Linked DNA regions of Oryctolagus cuniculus: region 1 is linked to region 2. Evidence: chromatin contacts called from public Hi-C data. All regions are on one chromosome and are shown on one strand. The core of a region is the stretch at or near the end of the contact, and the rest is flanking DNA. Distances in the headings are between cores, read along the strand shown.

Evidence for each region. Hi-C and Micro-C count contacts between places; a contact is called where the count stands out from the background.
Region 1: a contact with region 2 is called in a Hi-C map of an unstated tissue, with 3 times the contacts expected there. The contact joins two enhancer-like sites. A contact is called at or near these places in 2 of 6 Hi-C or Micro-C datasets (ear pinna and an unstated tissue).

What each region holds. Positions count from the first base shown.
Region 1 is chr20:14,383,542-14,386,360 of mOryCun1.1, reverse strand. The region is part of intron 10 of RAD51B (RAD51 paralog B); the gene reads right to left. Among named protein-coding and RNA genes, the nearest start is that of ZFP36L1, 310 kb to the left of the region's middle. Within about 2 kb of position 1,505, at least 3 of the 8 cell types and tissues checked have an H3K27ac peak or open chromatin away from gene starts, as enhancers often do.
Region 2 is chr20:14,277,949-14,280,843 of mOryCun1.1, reverse strand. All of the region lies in intron 8 of RAD51B (RAD51 paralog B), which reads right to left. It overlaps LOC127484649 (a long non-coding RNA gene), which reads left to right. Exons shown (of 4, transcript XR_007911781.2): 4 at 1,361-1,502. Among named protein-coding and RNA genes, the nearest start is that of ZFP36L1, 410 kb to the left of the region's middle. Within about 2 kb of position 1,358, at least 1 of the 8 cell types and tissues checked has an H3K27ac peak or open chromatin away from gene starts, as enhancers often do.

The sequences.
Region 1 (2,819 bases), core at 256-2,755, 110 kb before region 2:
TGGCTCAGTCCTGGCTGTTGCAGCCATTCAGGGAGTGAACCAGTAGATGGAAGATCAATCTCTCTCCCTTCCTCCCTCCCTCCCTCCATCTCTGCCTTTCCAATAAATAAATCAATCTTTAAAAAAGAACAGGGGGAATGTGATCTGTCCTGGTGGAAGGACACTGTCAGGAGACGGGTGCAGCTGACCAGGGAAGAGCTGGCCATGGCTTATCCGTGGTGCGAGCTGACTGTGCAAAGGCGGAGCCCAAAGGGTTCCCCAGCAGTGTAGCAGTGGGGTGCATGAGAAAGGTGACTCCTTGGAGACGCCGCTAGCTGGCTGGGTTGATATTGCTTGAGAAAATAAAGTCGCAGGTAGTGCAGTTGGACAGCCATAGTGGTTTAGAAAGTTCCATCAGACTCGCTGAGTAGGGGCTGCTCCCCGTGAGTTTTCGGTAAAACCCTTTTCACTTGCTCTCCTCCGGTGCCTCCCCAGGAGCAGAGCTTCTGAGGCTGGTAGATCCTTTTGCTGCCTGTTTGATAGAAAACAACAGAGAAAATCACTCCCTGCGTGTAATTTTATTCAAAGGAGTGCAAGAATGTTGTTCTTGGGCCTCTCTTTTCTCTTTGTCTTTCTTATCGGAAATGAAAGAAAACAGCAGAGGAGATAGGATCTCAGGCCTAGAAATCCCAGCAGGTAATTTGGGAGTTGAAAACAAATCTTTCCTGAAATGCATTAAGCAGGTGGAGGGGATTCCAACTTAGACTCGAAAAACCACACCTTATCCTGGCCTGGCAGAGAGCTTCCTTCCAGCCCCAGGCAAAGCCCAGCCTCCACCCACCAAAAGCCTGTAGTTAATAAACGTTAAACAACAACAAAACGCCCAAGTGGAAAAAGGAAGACTGATTGAAGACCAAGATACCAATCAGCTGACGGGGCCTCGGGAGAGCTGCACACAGGGGGAAAGTGGAAGCAGGGAAACAGGGGCCCAGGCCACGGTTTCTTCTAGAACACTGGGGCAGGGTATGTGGCTGGCTTGAGTCACAGCGATTCTTTTTCTTGATCAAACTTGTTCACTTGTTTCATCTGACCTGTGCACGCCAGCGACCATGGGCAAGCTCTTGAAAATGGCTGATCTAGCTCCAGAATCCATTTTCGAGCCACCCCGTGTCATGCCGAGGAGGCTGGCAGGACTGGAATTTCCAAATTGGTCTAGCGAAGTCAGCTGTGGGTTGATGAGGAAGTTCTCATGGTTCCAGAGGGCCCAGAAAAAGAAGGATCCTGCGATGCTATGGGGAGTTGCACGGCAATTATTCACCGGGCACACTACTGTCACAGAAGGACAGTTCAGGGAGGTCGAGGGACAGTTAGCAGGTGGCAAAGCAAGGATGGAGATGGCTGGAATAAATCCTGGTGCTACCATTTACTGAGCACCTAGAATGAGATGGGCCAAGTAGCCCTGTGCTGAGTGCACTTTAATGTGTTCCGCCTTCTTGTTGAAGAAGTGAAACTGCCCAACCAAACTTCCTGTAGTTCTATTTCTGCACTGTCCAACCCGGTGGCCGCCAGCCAGCCCCATGTGGCTGTGGAGACTCAGGATCTGAATCCTTTCTTTTATTTCATCTTAATGGACTTACATTTCTATAGCCACTCTTGTGGCCAGTGGCTCCTGTGCCGGGCAGCATAGTTCCAAGAGGATTAGCAGGCTTCCAGAAAGCTAGTGAAGGAGCAGGTGAGAGTTGCATTGTGGGCCATGCCTTAGCCTTTCCCCGCTCTGCTCCCCAGTGAGGGGGCCTGACTTCTGCAAAGTGAAAGGCCCTGGGAAGGAAACCGGCCAGACAGCACACAGCCAGGCACAAATAAAGCCAGAGCCCCTAAAGCCTGCTTCTTGAGTGTGTCTGGGGGTCCACAAGGAGGCCCCAATGGGTAGACAAGCAGCCCACCTGGGGGTTTGAGGCCCTGCGCCAGCAACTTGCCCGAGCCTACGATGGCCTGGTTGGCCGAGGGTTCTCTGACACACAGGTCCCAGCCCTCCTGAGTAAACACCAGTGTTTCATTTTTTCTGGGCTTAAGACTCATTGGTGGAGAGGTGGTGCGCTTCCAGGCCCACACCACCCTGCCAAAAACAGGTCACTCGCAAAGGTCTCCCCGCCCCGGAGGTGCACCTGCCCTCTGCCCTGTGCCTCCACGCAAACCTTGAGGCTGAGCTGGGCCTTCTGTGTATCCCCGGCCTCTGCACCGCCCGGGCAGGTTCCTCCCTGCTCCGAGGCCTCCTAGGCCATCCCGGGATGCTCAGGATGAAACCCAAAGTGGCCGCTTCCATGGCTGGCCCAGGCCACTGCCTGACCTTAGGGCCCATGGTTGCCCCCACCCCCCATTCCATTTCACACTCCGCTCACTGTACTTCAAACACTTCCCTGTCCCCGGCCTTTGCGCTTGGGATTCCTTCTGCCTGCAGCAGTCTTCCCAGATTGAACGTGGCTTGCTCTCCCTACATCTACTGTCTGCTCAATGTCACCTCTTCAGAGAGCTGCCTCTTCCTGACCCCCGTGAGTGTCAAATGGTGTGCACCCCTCACTGCCATCTCCCACTCTGCTTCTCTTTCTCAAGGCGCCTCGCCCTAGCTCCATGGGGCCTCCGCAGCTGTGGGTTCCCCATCTGCATAGTCAACCAACCGTGGATGGGAAATGTTTGGAACAAAAAAATTGCATCAGTCCTGAACACATGCAGGCTTTTTCCTTGTCATTATTCCCTACACAATACAGAGGAACACCGATTTACCTAGCACTTACATTGTGTTACTCGAGAGATGAATGAAAGCAAAAGGGAGGATGTGGGTG
Region 2 (2,895 bases), core at 109-2,608:
CTGGTATGCACCAGCACAAATCATCCAACAGCTCCACTAACTTTGGTATGGGAAGAAAATACTTTAAGTTTCCCAGAGTCTTAGAGTGATTATGCAAGTTATCATGCAACCAGGACAGTTTTGACTATGACATGGGGACGTTTCCATAAGTATTCTGGGTTAACAGAGATTGCTTGGGACCAGTGTGGACAATCCACAGCGTATGGTTGCCCTGCAGGGATACCATGTAGAAACTGCGCAGATTCACGGAGTGAGGATGCCCACTCTTCAAGAAAACACTCAGTGTGGAAAGCATCCTGGTGGCTAAGCAAACCTTCCTGTGACTGCATAGGGCTTCTCTGACGTGTCCCCAGTGACAGTCAAGATCTACAGCTAAGAACAACAGCTGGCTTGAGGAGAAGAGAGCTGGAGCACCTGAATAGAAGGCAGCAATGCCGCTGGACATCTGGCATAGTGGTTAAGATGCTGCTCGGGACATCCACATCCCACGCTGGAGTGCACGGGTTTGAGTCCCAGCTCCACTTCTGATCCCATTTCTTGTTAAGGTGCACCCTTGGAGGCAGTACATGATGATTCAAGTCGCTGGGTCTCTGCAACCCATGTGGAAGACCTGGATGGGGTTCCTGACTCTTGGCTTCAGCCTGGTCCAGGCCCAGCGGTTGTGGGCCTTTGGAGCATGCACCAGTAGAGGGAAGAGCTCTGTCTCACTGTCTCTGACTCTCTCTGTAAAGGAAAAGAGGAAGGAAGGAAGGAAGGAAGGAGGGAAGGAAAAAGGGAGGGAGGGAGGGAGGAGAGGGAGGGGGGAGGGGCGAGCAATCTTCCACCAGCTCAGCTCCCCACATTCTCCAGGGCGCCATGTCCCTGAATCTTTTCTCCAATAAATCAACTTCCCTCCTGCTAACTTCTATTTAAGGCGGGGGGGGGGGGAAGGGGGGGAACTCTGAATAGTGATTTGCAGTTAAGTCTCCTACCCTTTGAAAAGCACTTTTTAATTAAAAAATAAACTTAGAGAAAACCCATACCACCCCGATGCAAATGCTAGCAAAAATAAAACAAAGGAAACAAAACGTCAACCGTTGAAAGAAATCCAAAGCATTTTCTTTTTGCATTTAGGCTTCATTCAAGTTAAGCCAGGAAGATGCATACATGATGTGTTTTTTTTTTTTTTTTTTTTCCACAGTGTGCTCTGTCTGCTCTCTGTGAATTCCTCCAACCATACCAATCAGCTGTCTCGGCGTGAGCTTTACTCCTCTCCCATGGTAGCCTCTGAGGCAGGAGGAGGACGCCAGAGCTGGAGCGAGTCTTGTGTTTTAGACACGGTCATCCATCTCATCTGTTGACCATTTGGTATCTGTTTCAGGGGACACTGGCTGAGGCAGGAGGCGTACAGCTGCTGCTTCTGGTCTCAGATTGCTACAGCCCTGACTGCTGGGAAAAGAAAAATCACCCTCCAATGTGTGCATCCAGCCAACTGCACGCAGAGAGCCAGGAAGGATGAAAAATGGGATCTCCTTGACTGGGCGCTCCTCCTGGGGAGACGTCAGCTATAGTGGAGTAAGATCTGGGTGGCTCTGCCTGTCCAAGTCTGGACAATGGGAAAGCCAGGTGACAGCCCAGTGGACCGGAAAGCAAGGGGTCAAACTGTGGGTCATGCGGTTTGCCTTCGGGAAGTCGGGTCCCAGGGCACAACCAGGACTGGAAGCTGCCCCCCACCAAGGGCCTTGGCTGCTGTGGACTTTGGCCTGCGGAGGGGTGTGCTCACCTCAGGCCCGCACCGATCACTGGCTCTCGGCAAGCAGCAAGGACAGTGGATTGAGAGCAATGCTGCTGTTTATCAGGATGTGTGCTCTTGAAAAAGAAGTATTTCTCTGAAAGCCTCAATAGCTTGAAAAAAAAAAACATCAATGCAAGGAGACATTTCTTTTTTCTTTTTTTCGTTTAACAGGCAGAGTGGACAGTGAGAGAGAGACAGAGAGAAAGGTCTTCCTTTGCCGTTGGTTCACCCTCCAATGGCCGCTGCGGCCGGCACACTGCACTGATCCGAAGCCAGGAACCAGGTGCTTCTCCTGGTCTCCCATGGGGTGCAGGGCCCAAGCACTTGGGCCATCCTCCACTGCACTCCCTGGCCACAGCAGAGAGCTGGCCTGGAAGAGGGGCAACCGGGACAGAATCCGGTGCCCCGACCAGGACTAGAACCCGGTGTGCTGGCACCGCAAGGCGGAGGATTAGCCTATTGAGCCGTGGCGCCGGCTGCAAGGAAACATTTCAACTAAATACAACGTCTAATTCTGGACCGAATCCTGGAAGACACTGCCATAAGGACATTGTCTTGACACCTGGGAAAGAGTGAATGTTGCCAGTGTATGAAGTAAGTGTATTGTTTCAATGCTAATTTCCTGAGTGAGATAACTGTATTACGGTTATGTAAGACAAGCTCATGTTCAACCTACTCTCAAATGGTAGAACTAAGATAAAAATATATTAACGTGCTAAAAATAAATTTGTAGGGGTGGGTGGTTTAGTGCAGTGGTTAAGACAGCACTTGGGAGTGGTTGGGTTCAAATCCTGGCCCTGTGTCTTTTTTTTTTTTTTTTTTTTTTTAGATTTATGTATTTATTTGAAAGGCAGAGTTACAGAGTACACCGGGGAGGGGGACAGACAGATACACACACACACACACAGATATCTTCCATTCTGGTTCACTCCTCAAATAGCCACAACAACCAGGGCTGGGCCAGGCAAAAGCCAGGAGCCTGGAATTCTATCCTGCCTCCCACATGAGTGGCAGGGGCCCAAAGACTTGAGCCATCTTTCACTGTTCTCCCAGGTGCATTAGCAGGGAGCTGGATGGGAAGTGGAGCAGCTGGGACTTGGATCAGCGCCCGCATGGGAGGC